2 separate regions of the Sus scrofa genome follow, and region 1 is linked to region 2. Evidence: chromatin contacts called from public HiChIP or PLAC-seq data. All regions are on one chromosome and are shown on one strand. The core of a region is the stretch at or near the end of the contact, and the rest is flanking DNA. Distances in the headings are between cores, read along the strand shown. Region 1 overlaps DST (dystonin). Region 2 overlaps DST (dystonin).

Region 1 (4,418 bases), core at 975-3,474, 71 kb before region 2:
ATTAACCTTGAATGGATATTTCCAGAGTTTCTGCTGTGGCTCAACAGGTTAAGAACCTAACAGGTATCTTCAAAGATGCAGATTTGATCCCTGGCCTTGCTCAGTGGGTTAAGGATGGGGCGTTGCCACAAGCTGTAGTGTAGGTCACAGATGCAGCTCAGATCTGGTGTGGCTGTGGCTGTGGTGTAGGCCTGCAGCTCGACCTCCAATTCAACCCCTAGCCTGGGAACGTCCCTACGCTGCAGGAGAAAAAATAAAGATTTTCAAAGGGTTTTTTAAAACCCTTAATAAATGCGTTGTTATAGGCAGAGCGCTTCTATTGGGGATGATGAAATGTTCTGAAAATGGCTCGTGGTCAAGTACGTTATGAATGTACTGAAGGCCGCTGAACTGTACGTTTACAAATGGCCAGGATGGTGAACTTTCTATTAGGCGCACGTGACCACAAGACAAATGTGTAAGTGCAAGGTTGTGAAAGCGAGGCTTCTGCCTGTTACACCCTCCCTCTGTGCATCACCTCCTGGATGACGAGGTCGGCTGAGCTCTGCACCCTCCTGCGTTTCACCGGAGACTTCTGCTGCGAGTCCACCATGGCCCGGTAGGTCATCGTCTGTAACTCGTAGTCCTGTGCAAAGGAACCAGTGAGGTCACGTTCACCCAGCTCCGCCTGGGGGGGTCCCTCTACTGTGATCTAACGCAGGGAAACCTAACCGGGTCTCGCCAACTTTCAGAAAATACTGCAGAACCCCGTTTTCAGGAATCGCTCCAATCCCGAGATGTTTCCAGGGGGTGATACAAGTCAGAAACATTCAGGGTGGCCAGGAAAGGTCCCACATCCCGTGGGGACACTTAGGGCCAATGCACTGGTATTCCCAGCCTCCCTCTCCTCTGGTGAGGAAGTAGATCTGAGGATCTAGGTGGTGGAAGCTGAGCTTGGGGGGCGACTCAGCACAGGGAGGACAGTCCTAAGGTCGAAGTTCTCCCGTGGAAAGTTCCAGCAAGGTGGGGAGGGATCAGCAAGGCGGTAAGAGTCAGATTCCAGAGCTACGTGGGGTGGGTGTGCTATGCACATGTGTGGCGGAGGCATAAAAGAACCCGGGGTCACCCTGGGACTCAGGTTCCCACAAAGAATGAACAGATAACTGTCCAAGAGACTCAAGCCAACATGGTTCTCAGTTTTAGCGGAGACGGAACGAAGCCACCCCTGCACGTTACCCTGGACGCAAGGAACCAGCCCGCTCACCTTCACGGCCACGGAGTACTGTTCTGCGAATTTCTGACACTCATCCATTTTGCTCTGTTTCATTTCTATTTCCGACACCAGCATCTATAAACACACAGTGGAGGAGAAAGAGGACAAGGATGTCTATACTGTCCGGTAACTAAGATCCCAGGCCCCAAGGAATACCCACACCACTTAATAACACAGCCCTTTCCCCCGGCAGCACTTGATGTCCTCTGGCTTGCGGCTAGAGCACAAACTTTCAACGGTAAGCCACTAAGTGACACACCCTCACGGGGCTTCCACAGCAGAAATTACGAAACTCCACAGGAACGATCTAAAAGAAGACTCGAGACCCTTGGTCCCCACGTAATCCCGATCTAAAGAGGCTAGAAATGACTGGCCATCAGGATGGAACAAAAATCCCAAAGCATTTAACTGTCAAATGCGGCTGCTCAGTTTTCTACAACTAACAATCTCTAGTTATCTAGGATCCCAGGAAAAGTGCCAGAGAGATTTCCATGCCGGGATGAAATGATTATTAGGACTTGGAACACTGTGCCAGCACGCTGCTTTATATTATTCCGTACGCCTTCAAAAATGACATCCAAGAAATCCATGCAATGCAGGCATGTCTGAGTAAGATCTTAGTATTTAGGACTCCCCATCCCCCTCCCTCAAAAGTGGACTTATCTTTTTTCTTTTCTTTTTTTTTACATTGGATGACTTATTCTTTGAATGAGAAAGGAAGATAAAAGTCGTGAGCGACCAAATGCAGACACAACCTCAGTACAAGGAATCGTTATTGACGCACCTTTTGCTGATTCAACTGTGTGGCGAGGGTTTTGCTATTTTCAGGCTGATTTTCCTGAATCTTTCTCTGAGTCGTCTCAACCTGCTGGATCCAGTCATCCAGAGGATGATAGGAGTCTCTGTACTGCTTCAGCGACTTGCCCAGGCCTTCCAGGTCACGTAACCTGAGAGAGGAACCACGGAACAGTCACGGCTTCCAGCAGAGGCGGGAGGTGTGGAGAAGGAGGGACAAAGTAACTGTCCTGGGGTGCAGCCAGCACCACAGGGGTGCGTCCAGGAACTAAAGCCACAGCACCCCAGGCCCATCTCCAAGGGCCCCCCCTGCCTCATTTGAGCTTTTAAACTAGTTTACTCCCGCTGTTGTACTGATTATCCTGGGAATGAGCCCAAGAGACTAAAAGCAGGAAAATTGGGGAGTTCCTGTTGTGGCTGAGCAGGTTAAGAACCCGATTAGAATCCATGAGGATGTGCATTCAATACCGGGTTTCTCTCAGTGGGTTAAGGATCCGGCGTTGCCGTGAGCTATGGTGTAGGTCACAGATGCAGCTCGGATCCCGGGTTGCTGTGGCTGTGGTGTAGGCTGGTGGCTACAGCTCCCATTTGACCCCTAGTCTGGAAACTTCCATGTGCTGCAGGTGCAGCCCTAAAAAGGAAAAAAAACCCGTAAAAAAATGAATAAGACTATTCCTTTTGTGTTAGGATGAGCCTCCCATACCACCTATTTCCCTCTGCTTTTTCATTTCAGTCACTGGGAAATCATTTCAACTTTCTTATATCTTTGATGAAAATGAGCATCAGGGGAGTTCCCGTTGTGGCTCAGCGGTTAATGAATCTGACTAGGAGCCATGAGGTTGCGGGTTCGATCCCTGGCCTCTCTCAGTGGGTTAAGGATCCGGTGTTGCCATGAGCTGTGGTGTAGGTCGAAGACGAGGCTCAGGTCCAGCATTGCTGTGGCTCTGGTGTAGGCCGGCAGCGGTAGCTCCGATTAGACGCCTAGCCTGGGAACCTCCATATGCCATGGGAGGCCCTAGAAAAGGGCAAAAAAAGACAACATAAAATAAAATAAAATAAAATAAAATAAAATAAAATAAAATAAAATGAGCATCAGGGCGTTTCCGTTTCTTTACACCTCTTTTTTTTTCTGGCTATACCTGCAGCATGTGGAAGTTCCCAGGTCAGGGATGGAACCTGCGGCACCACAGCAGTGACAACGCCGGATCTTTAACCCACTGAGCCACCAGGGAACTCTCTTTATTTATCTTTATTTATTTATCTATTTATTTATTTATCTATTTATTTATCTAGTGTAAATGTTACATCCAGCTCTAGGAAATGCATGACCCACGCTCCTCTTACTAAGTCATGGTTATTTGGACATTACAACTTGTTGAAAATTAGAGAACTATATTGTTTTTTTCCTTCAAAAAAAGGCAAATAGACTAACCATACACATGTCAGAGTAGATCAATAGTTGTCATAACATGGAACTAAAAATATTTATTTGTAAGTTAAAGATCTTGCTAAAGTCCATCCTATGAAAAAGAAATGGAATTAGAGCCTTGCAATGAACACAACGAACTTTATATGGATATTAACTCTACAGAATTAATTACATAAGGCAGATAAATGCCTAACACGCCAAGACTACCCAGAATACTCAAGAGAAAGATTAAATCTGAGCTAAAACCGAATGGAAAAGGCACTGACTTATTGTCAATCTGTATGTGAACATTTTGCCACCTCTCCACCAGCTGATCTGCTTTTTCTTTGTGCCAGTCAAGGTCAAGGTCACGCTCCTTGTAAGTTTTAAACATCTCATCACTGATGGTCTTGGCTCTCTGCAGCTCATCCTCCAGAGCGTGGAAGACCTCTCTCTTTTCATCAACCTCTGATCTCCATCGCTGAAACACACCAGTTGGTGAAAGTTAATGAAAGGTGTCGACCCCTCCCTGGGCGAACACATTATTCACCTGATTTTACAATTCTTACAAATGACTGAGATAAAACCAGACAATGGAAAGAATATCTTTCATAGACATAATATTACACGAGGCTGTACTTATAAAAAGCCAATATTTAACTGTATTTTGACCTAAAAAAAAAAAAAAATCAATAATCTTTGGGAGTTCCCTGGTGTCTCAGTGGGTTAAGGATCCAGTATTGCCACTACTGTGTCTTGGGTCACTGTCACGGGGAGGGTTCGATCCCTAGCCCAGCAACTTCCACATGCCTTGACCATGGCCAAAAACCCCCACAAAAGATCATCCGATTTTTTAAAAAATCAACAATTTAATAAAGTTCGGCCTAAGAGAATCTACATATGAATAAAATAAAACAAATTCCATAAGCAAGTCTGCTACCTCAATAAGTCTTTTTCATTGTT
Region 2 (4,521 bases), core at 437-2,936:
CAACGTGAGATCTGAGCCACATCTGTGACCTACGCCCCACTCAGAGCAACACCAGATCCTTAACCCAATGAGTGAAGTCAGGGATCGAACCCACATCCTCATGGTCACTAGTCGGGTTCATTACCACTGAGCCACAAGAGGAACTCCAACAAATACTTTTAAATAAAGAAACACACTGGTCTTCTGAAATTACTTCCCGGATTTGCATAAAGTCTGATGGGAAAAGGCCCAGTCATTTTCAGCAAGGATGACGACCACTGCTATAAATAGCCATCTCGCTTGGCATGACCAGCAAAATCCTTCTCATCTTAAATTATCATAGGGTGAAGATCAGTTATTTCTTTAGATACAAAGGGGCATTTCTATTTTACCAAAACACCGAAATGTTCCATTTTCAGTATATCTTGTTCTAATTTTTAACTATTGGTGGTAACAGTCATAACCGCTTGTCATTTCAGTCCTAAAATGCACTGGATTTCATAACATGCCACAGAATCATATCAGAAGCAAAACTCTTGGGCATTCGGGGTTAGCAATGCACAGGATTACATCTAGTATGGCTAAACAAGGCCCTGCTGTATAGTACAGGGAACTGTATTCAATATTCTGTGATATGGAAAAGGCAATGAAGAAGTATATATATATATATAGTCATATTCAGTTTTGTCTATAACGTTTTTCCATCCAGCGGAAATTAACACATTGTAAATCAACTATACTTCAGTAAATTTTTTTTAAAAAAGAACTAGGAAAACCTATTTTGGTGTTTTTATGGCTGGCCCTCATCTCTCCTCCAGAGATAGCTGAACTCCAAAGAGTTTTCTTAATACAGAATTTTTTTTTCTTTCTTTTTATGGCCACACCTGCAGCACATGGACGTCCAGGGCTGGGTGGAATCCGAGCTGCATCTGTGACCTACACCACAGCTCATGGAAACACCGGATCCTTTACCCACTGAGCTGAGTGAGGCCAGGGACCGAACCCTCACCCTCACAGAGACAACACTGGGTCCTTAACCCGCTGAGCCACAACAGGAACGCCTATAATTCTTTTTCGAATGAACTTTTGCTTTAAGTTTCCTCCAACGTAGGGTTTAAACCTACTGCCTCTACTTCCAACCACATTCACATTCTGCTCTGGGCTCTGCCACCTGGAGTTCCAAGCACCCTCTCGAGCACCCTCTCCAAGGCTGCCAGGTCTTTGGAGAGGAAACCGCTAACTCAGCCTTCATCTTCTCAGGTTCTGGCAGTGCTCCCCCTGCTCGGCCTCCCCTTCTACCCGAAGTTCTCCTTCCTTGGTTTCACCAACACTACGTTTCCTTGTTGCTGTCGCAGGAAATGAAATACGTTGTCCTATCTCTTGGGAGAATGTTCACCAAACTGAGTGTAATCCAGGCTGGTGAATCTAGCCCCACACAGATGAAGACGGGATGCAGAGGAGGGGGTGTCGTGCAGGCTCGGGAGGGTCTCCCACAGTAAGGCAAGGGTCACTGACACTAGAGGGACGCTGGCTGGAGGAACGGCAGCTGCCAGGCGGGGCCTCCTCAAGCTCTGTTTCCTCCTGCTGCCCTGGGCCTGGCCTTCCCGATTTCCGCCCTCTGCCCTCCGCTCTTTTCTGCAGAACTTCAAGGCCCCTTCCAGGAGATGGAACTCAAACCTCTGGCCGAGACAAGAATGACCAGGCCCTTATCATCACCCCACTGCCTCACTGGAATGCGCCCCCCCCCCCATGTTGAGCAACTGACCCTACTCCTCCCCGCCCCCGACCAGGAAAGGCATGTTGCCCACTCCTCGCCCCGTCCCCAAAGGGGCCTTAGATGCCCCCAACCAACCATCAAGTGTATGGCGAGACCCCTCTTCCCCCAACCAGTCAGCAGGTCAGCAGGTGTATCCTGAGACCTCTCCTCTCCCTGGGCTACAAAAACACACGACCACGCGCCCGGGTCGGCTCTCCCTGATCATCAGGAAGTCATCCCACTGCACTTAACATCATCTCTCTCTCTTTTTTTTTTGTCTTTTTGCCATTTCTTGGGCCGCTCCTGCGGCATAGGGAGGTTCCCTGGAGAGGGTCTAATCGGAGCTGTAGGTGCTGGCCTACGCCAGAGCCACAGCAACGAGGGATCTGAGCTGCGTCTGTGACCTACAGCACAGCTCACGGCAACGCCGGATCCTTAACCCACTGAGCAAGGCCAGGGATCGAACCCGCAACCTCATGGTTCCTAGTTGGATTCGTTAACCACTGAACCACGACGGGAACTCCAAGCATCTCTTGTCTCAATAAACTCTTCTTTCTTTTCACCTCAATATGAATCCGGAAATTCTTTTCCGACCGACGTGCATAGACCGTGACATTCTCCACACACGCTCTTCCCTGAATCCTCTGAAGATCCCTTCTTCCTGATAGATTCAAGGACCAGGTGCTCGCTGGAACCTCCCAGGGCTACCGAGGTTCTGTGCCTCCTCGGACTGGCCAGCCCTGCTCACACCCCCCATCTGCTCGGCAGACAGAAGCCCTGGATGCCCCACAGGCCAGCACTTCGGCTTTACTGTCACCCCCACCCACTCCCCCTCCTTCTAGAGTCTGCTGGTTTTTACCTCCCAGGCTCAGCAGTTCAAAGGCATCTTTAACTGCTTCCCCCGCCCCCGCCATCCTTCATGCTCCAGACCCTGTCACCAACTCTCTTACTTCCTTCAAAATGCCCCCCTGGATTTTTTTAATTTTTTGGTCGTGCCTAAACTTCCACTAAATAGCATGTGGAAGTTCCAGAGCTGTGGATCGAACCCATGCCACAGCAGTGACAATGCTGAATCCTTAACCCACTGAGCCACCAGGGAACTCTTTGCTGGATTCAACGTTTCATGCCGACCTGAATCCTGGCCTTTATCACTCCACCCAGAGGGCGCCCCTCAGCTTATGTCTCTACCACAGACTGGGGTCGTTTCCAGCTGCTTTACTACAGCCCGTGGACTACACTTCCTCAAATGTCATTCTTCAGGCGCAGAGGGCTCAGGTGGTCTGCCGACGCCTCCACGGCACAGACAAACGCTCTGCCTCCCCCCAGAGCCTGGGGCCCCCTCGGTCCCACTCATGGTTCCCTCCCTGACATTCAAACTTGTCCCCAGCAGTTGGATGGACTAGCTCATCCCAACAGGCCTCTGACCAGCCCACGTGGGGCTCTTGGCATTTCAGCCCCACTGAAAGTTCCGGATCCTGGGAAAGCTGACTTCCAGGTGAAGTCAGCTTTTTGGTCAGTTCTCAGAGCTCCCCAGTTCTGGTAACAGGGTCCGGGGTCTGGCTCCACGCCCAACCCCACCCCGCACCACCCCAGGTCCCCGAAGGAGGGGTTCCTCGAGCAACAAGGATGCCTAGACCTTCAGGAGCCTGCTGCCTCCACTCCGGTTCCTGAGTGTCCCAGCCACCGACAGCCCAGCTGAGTGGACATTCACCTGTCCTGCCCTGTCATCCTGCCAGCTGACACCTGGTTACCCAGTCTCCCGGTCCCTGGGTCTCATCCTCCAATTTTTTACTGCTGCAGCCTGACTCCGCTGCCTGCCCCATCCTGGCACCTATGAGACTCTACTTCCCTGGCTGTCCACACCTGTCAGATTTAACCTGCTCCCAAATGAGCTCCAGGTACCTTATCGTCCACCATTCCCCTACAAATCCCGTATCCCAGTCAAATTTTTGTTTATTTATTTATTTTGTACTGTTATTATTATAATCTTTTGCTGCACCTGTGGCATGGGGAAGTTCCCGGGCCAGTGACTGAGCCTGAGCCCAGCAGCAACCTGAGCCACTGCAGTGACAACGCTGAATCCTTAACCTGCTGTGCTACAAGGGAACTCCCAAATTTTCAAAAATTAAGAAATAAGGAAGTTCCCGCCATGGCTCAGCGGAAACGAATCTGACTAGCATCCATGAGGACGCAGGTTTGATCCCTGGCCTCACTAAGTGGGTTAAGGATCTGGCGTTGCCATGACCTGTGGTGCAGGTTGCGGACATGGCTCGGATCTGACATTGCTGTGGCTCCGAATGGACCCCTAGCCTGGGAACCTCCATATGCCGTGCATGTGGCCCTAAAAAGACCAAAAAAAAAAAAAAAAAAAGAAAGAAAGAAAGAAGTCTTATTCCTCCCAAGATCTGGTTCAAAACCCCAGCTCCTTTCTGAAGTTGGTAAGCTCTCTCTTCCCGCTCCCAGTGCCCCCACACCTGTGGCTGATCAGTAAGATGCTGATCAGTGTGCCCACTACAGGCCAGGCTCTGTCCACTGCACGCAGTGCTGCGTGGTCCATAAACCAAAAAACAAAGCAGGTGCCAAAATTAGGACTCACCTTACACCAAGTGAAGGTGATTTATTTTTATTTATTTATTTATTTATTTTATTTATTTATTTTTGTCTTTTTAGTGCTGCACTGGCATCATATGGGGGTTCCCAGGCTAGGGGGTGGAATGGGAGTGGCAGCTACTGGCCTGCACCACAGCCACAGCAACATGGGATCCGAGTGGCATCTGAGACCCACA

Evidence for each region. HiChIP or PLAC-seq counts read pairs in DNA pulled down with a chosen protein or histone mark.
Region 1: a contact with region 2 is called in an H3K27ac HiChIP or PLAC-seq map of skeletal muscle. The contact joins two enhancer-like sites. A contact is called at or near these places in 23 of 47 Hi-C or Micro-C datasets (adipocytes, adipose tissue, alveolar macrophages and 15 more) and 1 of 2 datasets of contacts at active chromatin or transcription factors (skeletal muscle).

What each region holds. Positions count from the first base shown.
Region 1 is chr7:29,130,942-29,135,359 of Sscrofa11.1, reverse strand. DST (dystonin) reads right to left here. Exons shown (of 101, transcript XM_021098579.1): 32 at 3,743-3,936; 33 at 2,037-2,199; 34 at 1,244-1,327; 35 at 518-625. Among named protein-coding and RNA genes, the nearest start is that of COL21A1, 280 kb to the left of the region's middle. Within about 2 kb of position 2,224, at least 1 of the 83 cell types and tissues checked has an H3K27ac peak or open chromatin away from gene starts, as enhancers often do. A contact at or near this core is called in skeletal muscle, where this site is marked.
Region 2 is chr7:29,059,391-29,063,911 of Sscrofa11.1, reverse strand. All of the region lies in intron 9 of DST (dystonin), which reads right to left. Among named protein-coding and RNA genes, the nearest start is that of DST, 250 kb to the right of the region's middle. Within about 2 kb of position 1,686, at least 5 of the 83 cell types and tissues checked have an H3K27ac peak or open chromatin away from gene starts, as enhancers often do. A contact at or near this core is called in skeletal muscle, where this site is marked.